Linked DNA regions of Mus musculus: regions 1 and 3 are each linked to region 2. The links are chromatin contacts, called in public Hi-C and HiChIP or PLAC-seq maps. All regions are on one chromosome and are shown on one strand. Each heading gives the region's core, a stretch centred on a gene start, on an enhancer-like site or on the middle of the called end of the contact. The rest is flanking DNA. Distances are from core to core; before and after follow the strand shown.

Region 1 (2,700 bases), core at 16-2,515, 240 kb after region 2:
CACACCTCCCAATCCTTCCCAAACAGTTCCACCACTTGTGCATGTGCCTGTGTGGAACACTCTCACCCAAACGCCAATGGCTACCTAATGGTTGGCAGATTTGTTTGTTTGTTTTTAGTGAGGAAAAGCTAATGCAAGTCTATCTTCTTTTTTATCTTATGTTTACTGCTTAAAACAATTTTTCAATTTAAATTTATTTTGATCATGTTTTCCCCTCCCCAAGTCCTTCTAGATCTTTTCCCCCCTTGAGTTTTTTCTCAAGACAAACAAAAGCCAGTGCAGCAACAAAATCCTCCAGTCCAGGAAAACAAAATAAAACACTACCCAAACAGAAAAGACTCACCAAACTGTAAACCAAGTAAAAAGTACATGTCTACACACACACACACACACACACACACACACACACACACACACACAGAGTGGATTCTATTATATGTTGGTCAACTACTCCTCATCATGAGGCCTGAGGACCTGGAGTGAATGATATACCCAATGTCTCAGAAAAAAAAAAAACCAAAAACAAAAACAAAAAACGGATTTTCCCGCCAGCAGGTGTAAGTGACAGTTCTGTTGTCAATGGTTGGCCATTTCTAGCCATTAGCTCAGTAGTTTTGCAGTTTTAAGAGTTCAGTTGGACAAGAAAGCCTATTTTCAGATATAATTGCTACTCTTCTATTTAAACTTAACTTTTTCCCAATATCCAAGCAGCTATCTTAAGATCTTTTAGTGATATACAGTGCTCTGTTCAGTTTTCAAAGAAAGCATGGTCCACTTATTCTTTGTTCTTTGCTTTGGCCAATAACTCTGGAGACAGGCTGCTTCCGTGTGTCACTGTTACAGAATGCTTCAAGCCTTGTGTGATTGTTGTTGTGAAATGTAAATCGGCAATAGCAGGAGCTGGGAGTTCTGGGCAGCCAGTGCTGAAGTGCTGAGGCATCCCCTGAACAATCTTGCCACTCAAAAGGCTTAGTATAAAAGAAAGTTTATTGTCAGGGAAAGAGTGGGGATCAGGGACCTGGAAATGGGTAGAGGCAGAGAAGGGACAGAGAAGGACAGAAATTGAGAAACAAGGGGAGGAGAGAGAGAGAGAGAGAGAGAGAGAGAAAGAGAGAGAGAGAGAGAGAGAAAGAGAGAGGCAGAGAGAGGCAGAGAGAGGCAGAGAGAGGCAGAGAGAGGCAGAGAGAGGCAGAGGGGCTGGGCTAGCAGGCAGTCCTGTTTATGGGCACCTGGTTCACACCTGGCAGGCAGTGACACAAGCTGTTGCTAGATCACTGTTGGGAGGAGCCCAGCAGAATTGTCTGCAAGCCAACACTTACACACGTGCTGTCTGTGGGAATCTCCTTTTCCCAGAAAAGCAATGCCTTTCACAGTCTTTTGCAATTTCCTGCTGTATCTCTATTCATGTATAAGTACACCTGGCTTTTACTGTTTGCTTACATGGTGACCCTTGGGCTATGCCTATAATCACTTTTCTATTGTTTATTCCTGCTAGAGAAATCCATAGGAGTAACTTTTGGTTCTGTAAGATTCTCAGGAGTACCTACTGAGAATGTAAGCTCTCCTGGCAGGTGTTCCTAGGATCTGCTGATAAGATGGCTGTCCTGGCCACTGCGGACAGGGGGTGCTAATGATGTATGCCAAGTTCTGTGGTGTAAACCTTTCCTCCCTACTGTTCCAGCTACCAGAGGTTAATGGTCTATTTACAAAATTCCGGGATATTGTGTATGCAGTGATCTCTCACAGGCAGGTAGGGTTTGGTTCCTATGTGCCATCAGCTGAACTATCTTTATGCCCAATCCTTTGAAAACTGATGGTTTCTAAAAAGAAGGCAGACTGCACTGTGTTGTGGATAGCCCTGGGGCTGATTATATTTGATGTTAATTCCGTTCTCTAGTGAGTGCTTGTGAACGAGGAATGAGTCAGCACTCAGGTGATTTCCTGTAAACCTGCTTCCCACCTTCATTTGTGAAATAAAGGAGAGCTGATGCTTGGGCAGGTAAAAGGGAAGGTGGAGCAGAAGGTGGGGAGAGAGAAGGAGGTTTGAGAGAAAGGCAGTGCAGAGGAGGAGGAAGAAAATAAAGCAGAGCAGAAGCTCATGGCCTGGAGAAACCACAAGTTCTAAGGGATCTCATAAGATGTGGAAGATGGTAGTGTAGTGGCAGATCTGCCCAATCTAGGCGCACAGCATGTAATCATATTAACTGAGTTGTGTTGTCATTGCCAGGGCATATTTGGGTTGGAGATTTACTGCAACACAAGTGTCTTGCTCTCTCTGGGAAATATAGAAACCACGGTTGTCTCAACTACAGATAGCAGTGTCTTTTAGAAACAAAAAACAAAAACAACAACAACAAAAAATAAAGCAAAGCAAAACAGAGAAACAAAGAAAATCCTTTTTTCCTGTCCAGTGCTGGATTGAACAGAGCCTCACACATCCCAGGCAGATGCTCTCAAGCCCATCCCCAGCCTAGTCATACCCCAGGAGCAACATCTGCGGTTGAGCAAAGAATTAGAAAGAAGACTGCCTCCCAGTGACACTCCTGTATGGGGACTGCCTGTCTTACATGCATTGCAGTTCAGAAACAGTCACTAGTCAAGTTTTCCACCCCTCCAAGGATTCCAGTCCATCACAGCATCAGAACAATCACATCTCATACAGTGAAACCAACAAGCACTGCCCTAAGAAGAATCGGGAAG
Region 2 (2,700 bases), core at 31-2,530:
GTGTGCCATCATGGGTTCTATGCTGGTCTGTACTACACAGTGTTTGCCTTGGTTTCTGTCATGGGCTTTGGCATTGTGAAGCCTGTGAGAGGCAGACATGTCCATGTGTGTCCCATACTGTGGCTTGAGTTGGATGTCAGGTACAATAAAATGCACATGATAAAGGAAGCCTCTAATTTGGTTAGTTTTGATCATTTTATGAAGTTGTATGCACATCAAGATTACTCTCATCACCTCTGCTTTTCCCTGCCCTGGAAACCACTGCTCTCTTCTCTGCCATAGTAAGTCAGCTGTACTTAGTTTTCAGCTTTATAAAAATAGTATCACTATGGTATGTCTGAGTGTATGTGTATATGTGTGTTTTATGCATGTTTTGTATGTATGTTCATGTTTGTGTGTGCATGTACATGTTTTGTATGTGTGTAAGCATGTATGTCCATGTTTTGTATGTGCATGTTCATGTTTGTGTATGTGTTTGTATGCTTGTATGTGTGTGTGTGTATATATATATATATATATATATATATATATATATATATACATACATGATTGTATGTGTATGTATGTTTGTGTATGTTTGTGTATTGTGTATGTGTGCATATGTGTATATGTATTTGGCTTCTTTCCTTTAAGGAGATGAATTTGAAGTTCATCCATTTTGTTGAACCTTTCCATTGTTTTATTGAAATTCAATCCATACGCTATACAGTTCACATTAAAAAAGATTTATGTTTGAGCATATGCATGTGCCTTTAGAGGGCAGAAGAGCATTAGATCTCCTGGAATTGAAATTATAAGTGATCATGATATCTGTGTTGGGTCTGAGACTGGGTCTTCTACAAGAGTGGTGAGTGATGTTAACTGCTGAGCCCTCTTCACAGCCCCAAAGTCCACTCTTTTAAAATAATCATTTAGTGCAACCAGTATTTAGCATAGCAAAAGACCAAACCTCAACAGTGGGGCCTGAGAAAGTTCAGAAAGCCAGGCAAGAAAGCAGTGAAAGCAGCTGGAAAGGCTGGAAACAAACACTTCCCAGAGCAGTTTTCTAGCATGGCGGAAGCTAAAATCCCTTTTAAGAGCCAGTGGCCTGTGAGCTAATCCATACGCAGGTACTGGAGCTGCCTCAAGGTCTCTGTTGGACAGGAGACTGAATGCCCTGTAGCTACAGCTTCTCCAAGCATAGCACAGTTGCAGAGAGAGCCAGACAGCCCAACTCAGGTCCACAGGAGAAAAGCCTACGATTGCCCAGAGAAAGAATCTGACCCTGAAGTGGGTGGAGCTTAGTGACCCAGCAACAGCACCTGCTAGACTAAGGCAAGGGGGTGGAGTTAGTCACAGACACAAGCTGGCCTGAGGAGCCTGCAGATTTTCCCAGAGCTAAAGTGGGACTGAAAAGCTCCAAACTTCTGAACTAGTAGAGTATTACTGAAAATAATAAAAGAGAAATAAAATTAGGTATAAATAATCACAGAAAAATAGTTTATAATGATAAAATGAAGTCCTTAAAGAGAGAATTAAATATATTTAAAGAAATAAGACATAAAGATGAGAGGCACAATGACAGAACTTTTGGACTCTATATTATGCCATTTTAGATGGTTTAAGTATAGAAACAAAAGAGAAAGAGATAAGTGACTTACTTGGACAAGGTTTAGAAGAAAAATTAGAAAAATTTATAAATAAGAATAAAAAGGAAATAACATGATACAGATACAAGAAGAAAAATATGAAAAATGGAGACAGGCCTTAGAAAATATTAGAAGAATTTATAAATAAAATTAAGATAGTAAAATAAAGACAGAGGAAATAAGGCCTACAGCACCACTGTGTTAGTTAGGGTTTTCATTTATGTCAAGAGACACTATAACCAAGGCCACTGTTACAAAGGAAAACATTTAATTGGGGCAGGCTTACAAGTTCTGAGGTTCAGTCCATTATCATCATGGTGAGAAGCATGGCAGTGTCCAGGCAGGCATGGCACTGAAGGAGCTGAAAGTTCTACACCTCATGTTCCAAAGGCAAACATGAGAAAACTGACTCCGACGTGGCTAGGTGGAGGTTCTTATAGTACACTTCCATAGTGACACACTTCTTCTAACAAGGCCACACCTCCTAATAGTGCCATTCCCTGGGCCAAGTATATCCAAACCACCACATCTTCACATCCTGGCCCCCATATAGGCTTGTTTAAACATGGGGACCAATACCTAAACATAGCATAATGCAACATACATTTAGTCCAACTTCAAAAGTCTCCATAGTCTTTAGCAGTCTCCACAATGTTAAAAGTTCAAAGTTAAAAGTCTTTTCTGAATTTTAATCTCTTAAATGTAATCCCTATGAAATCAAAATCAAGCAGCAGAGCACATACCTCTTAACACACAAGGTATTTATACCATTCCATAATTCCATAGCAAGGAAATACTGGACCAAAGCAACACAAAAAACCAGCTGGACAAACTCCAAACTCTGCAGACATGAAAATGTCTCTAGCTAAGTATAGCCAGGAAATCTTGTTGGCTACAGAATCCTCAGAACTCATCATACCATTCTTTCAAATGGCTTAGCAAACTTATAAAGACAGACAGATAACTTACCTGCTCAAACAGAGAGCAGGCTATCATATTTAGCTAACTTATGTGCGCTGCACATTCCATACATGTGAAAATGCAAAAATGTGTATTACCTCTAAAAGCTTAT
Region 3 (2,700 bases), core at 31-2,530, 150 kb after region 2:
ATTGCTGTCTTTGTGCCTCAGACCCCCCATTGCCAGCACTACTGGTATAGGTCCTCATCTGTTCCTTTAGACCTAGTATTACTATCTCTCTTCTCAAGTCTTTTATCCTCTAGTCTTTGGACAAGACCAGAAGTGTTCCCATATAGGGCCAGTCTGAGATGTGTTAGTAGACACTGTGGAGATCAGCAGACAAGTCAAAGCTTGTGAGTGCTAGGTATCAGTCCAGGTGATCTAACAGGGAATAGTAAAAAGGCCCAGGAAGGGCCCAATATTCCCAGGCTCGGGGGGCAACTGTGAGAAGAATGTTGTGCATGATGCCAGGTCAAAAGCTCAAGAAACAGGATGGAAACCCTGTAATGGGCTCAGTAGATAAGGTGGGGGCTTGGTTTTGAACAGCAAAGCCATGATCTAAGACATGTGATGACTTGTGAATTGATAAGATAAAAACCTAGAGGTATGTAAACTTCCCCATGATCTTATAGGACCCAAGGGAGGCAGTAGGTAAGACACAGTGTCAGGTCTGTGGCTCAGAATCTTATGGGGACAGGGACTCATAATCCCCCTAGTCCCCCAGTGTTTTACACTCTCTCATTCACATGCCTCTGGCTTATGCCATCCTTTGTACTATTAGGGGTTTGTTCTCAAGTCTGAGGGAGCATGTGCAAGGTTTAGTACTATGTAAACCTAAATTTGGATGGTGTTTTCTGCACTTGTTTATTTGGGACACTGCATTACCTGATGATTGCTTTATACTAGCATAGAATAGGCAATCACTGACTGAAGTTCCTTCCTGTGAGTTAACCAGGATCATAAATTCTAAACATAACTTTGTGCAGAAGGAAAACTCCCGCAGACTAACCCCCTTTTTTGGGTCTCCTATCTGCACAGAACGGGTCTCTGATGGCAAGTGGGTGAAGGAGTGGGCGAATGACAAAGACAACAGGAGAAAGTGTGTTGTATCTAAGTGTAATTTTTCAAATCAAGCATCAAACTTTTTATACAGAAGAATAACAAGAAACCAGGCGAGAGACACATCCACCAAGTTACAGTGACACAAAGCAAAAGGAATGTATACATCAAAAGATGGCGGGGACCAGGCCACTTTAATCACTAAGAAGGGAGCCAGGTGTAATGCTAGTCTATTGTTAAGCCCACCACCAGGGGTTCTTAGTAAATGCCTGATTTATGTTGCTTCTTTGAGCCTAGTGAAGAAACGTGTGGGAATGCCAAGGTTCCAGGAGGCGAGTTTCCTTGCCTTGTGAGTGCTTCCAGGCCTCTCGGCCTGTCAAGCAGACTTCACTGGAGTGGATGTAGCAGAAAACTGTTCCAAGCCACAGTACTTACAGTGTCTTTGTAGTTGAAGAGTGTCTTGTGGCACACAGATTGTTATTTTGACAATAAAATAGGTAGAAAGAGATTCCATAATGGAAGGAAACACAAAAATGAATGATCTTTCTGTAATTTATGTTTAAAAAGTAAGGAAAACCACATTAACCTACTTCTGCTGATTTAAATTTGTGTTTGCCACCTTAGAGCAGGCTGGAATATTGCTGTTTTATTCACTTAGGAAAAATTTGATATGCTACAATATACAATTTCACAATAAACAGGAAGTACACAAAATCCACTTATGAAAGCCCAAGTTTTCATCATAATCTGCAGAATGTATATAAATGAATATTGGTATTACATATAAGCTTAGTTATTAAAGATTACAGTAACATATGCTTTACACACAGTTTTTCCTTAATCGGTTGCAATTAGTGAAGGAGTGTGTGTTAAAAGACACTTGAGAACTGAAGGAAGCATTGCTTTCCTCACGGTCCTCCATCCCTTACTAGGTTCTTACCAAGCCTTGCTCAGTCTGCACTGGAGAAGAATCTGGCAGATGCGGCAATAGAAACAAACACTGAGGACAGCCTGGAGCCAGAGCTGGAGAATTACAAGTGTAAGTACTTGACTTGGCTAAGTGAAGGTTACATAACAATGACCAAACACTTGGTCCGAGAGCTTTCAATAAAGCTCTTGTTAAATCCATTTCGTTTTTTGTGTATTGTACTTAACAAGTGAATCTGTATTCCTTTCTTTAAGAAACAAATCTGTGGTCAGACATAGTTGTGCATGCTGTGAGTTCAAGGCCAGCTTGGTATACAAAGTGAGTTCAAGACAGCCAGGGTTGTTATAACAAGAGAAACCCTGTCTCCAAAAACAAAAGCCAAAGTCAAAGCCAAACAAATAATAAAAACCAGTCTGAAGCCATTTTTTAAATATCACTTCTTTCAATGAATATTAGACAAACCCCTGCCCCCACTTTGCATGCGTGCCAAGAGTCAGTTTGATACTAACATACTAAAGGTTTTAGAAGTTTCTGTTGTAAATTAACTTGTCTAATTTTGACAGATATATGTCTTTGCAAATGTGTTTTACCATACAGACGAGAATTCTGTTTTCGTCATACATTTGCATTTTGAGGGCTGCCAAGTTTCCTTTTGGAGCATGTCACGGAGCATTTTCTAGGGTGACATAGACTAATGTAATGAGAGTCCCCTCTGGTCCCTCATTCACCCACAGAGCCACCTCTCTTCTGCCTACCCAGGAGGAGAAGCTTGAACTGGGGAAGACAGAACACTCTAAAAGTTTTCTGTCCTTCAGTTAGAACACAGGGAAAATTTCCCTTCTTAGTAGAAGTCCTTGTCCTTC

What was found. A called contact is a pair of places that touch in the nucleus more often than the background predicts. HiChIP or PLAC-seq counts read pairs in DNA pulled down with a chosen protein or histone mark.
Region 1: a Hi-C map of embryonic stem cells shows a contact between it and region 2, with 4 times the contacts expected there. The contact joins two enhancer-like sites. A contact is called at or near these places in 4 of 15 datasets of contacts at CTCF or cohesin (embryonic stem cells, large pre-B cells, pro-B cells and 1 more), 32 of 484 Hi-C or Micro-C datasets (B cells, the C10 cell line, the G1E-ER4 cell line and 6 more), 7 of 115 datasets of contacts at active chromatin or transcription factors (effector CD8 T cells, embryonic stem cells and pancreatic cancer cells) and 1 of 9 other capture datasets (embryonic stem cells).
Region 3: a contact with region 2 is called in an H3K27ac HiChIP or PLAC-seq map of embryonic stem cells, with 2.3 times the contacts expected there. The contact joins two enhancer-like sites. A contact is called at or near these places in 10 of 39 promoter capture datasets (the 3T3-L1 cell line, 3T3-L1-derived adipocytes, the C10 cell line and 6 more), 2 of 15 datasets of contacts at CTCF or cohesin (large pre-B cells and pro-B cells), 5 of 484 Hi-C or Micro-C datasets (CD4 T cells, the HL-1 cell line, embryonic stem cells and 1 more), 5 of 115 datasets of contacts at active chromatin or transcription factors (differentiating embryonic stem cells, embryonic stem cells, epiblast stem cells and 1 more) and 1 of 9 other capture datasets (adipose tissue).

Annotation. Positions count from the first base shown.
Region 1 is chr14:79,108,301-79,111,000 of GRCm38.p6, forward strand. The region is part of intron 37 of Vwa8 (von Willebrand factor A domain containing 8); the gene reads left to right. The region is part of intron 1 of Gm30970 (a long non-coding RNA gene); the gene reads right to left. Among named protein-coding and RNA genes, the nearest start is that of Gm30970, 26 kb to the right of the region's middle. Within about 2 kb of position 1,266, at least 21 of the 459 cell types and tissues checked have an H3K27ac peak or open chromatin away from gene starts, as enhancers often do. A contact at or near this core is called in embryonic stem cells, where this site is marked.
Region 2 is chr14:78,868,956-78,871,655 of GRCm38.p6, forward strand. The region is part of intron 2 of Vwa8 (von Willebrand factor A domain containing 8); the gene reads left to right. Among named protein-coding and RNA genes, the nearest start is that of Vwa8, 21 kb to the left of the region's middle. Within about 2 kb of position 1,281, at least 6 of the 459 cell types and tissues checked have an H3K27ac peak or open chromatin away from gene starts, as enhancers often do. A contact at or near this core is called in embryonic stem cells, where this site is marked.
Region 3 is chr14:79,016,766-79,019,465 of GRCm38.p6, forward strand. Vwa8 (von Willebrand factor A domain containing 8) reads left to right here. Exons shown (of 45, transcript NM_027906.1): 18 at 1,842-1,948. Among named protein-coding and RNA genes, the nearest start is that of Gm30970, 120 kb to the right of the region's middle. Within about 2 kb of position 1,281, at least 5 of the 459 cell types and tissues checked have an H3K27ac peak or open chromatin away from gene starts, as enhancers often do. A contact at or near this core is called in embryonic stem cells, where this site is marked.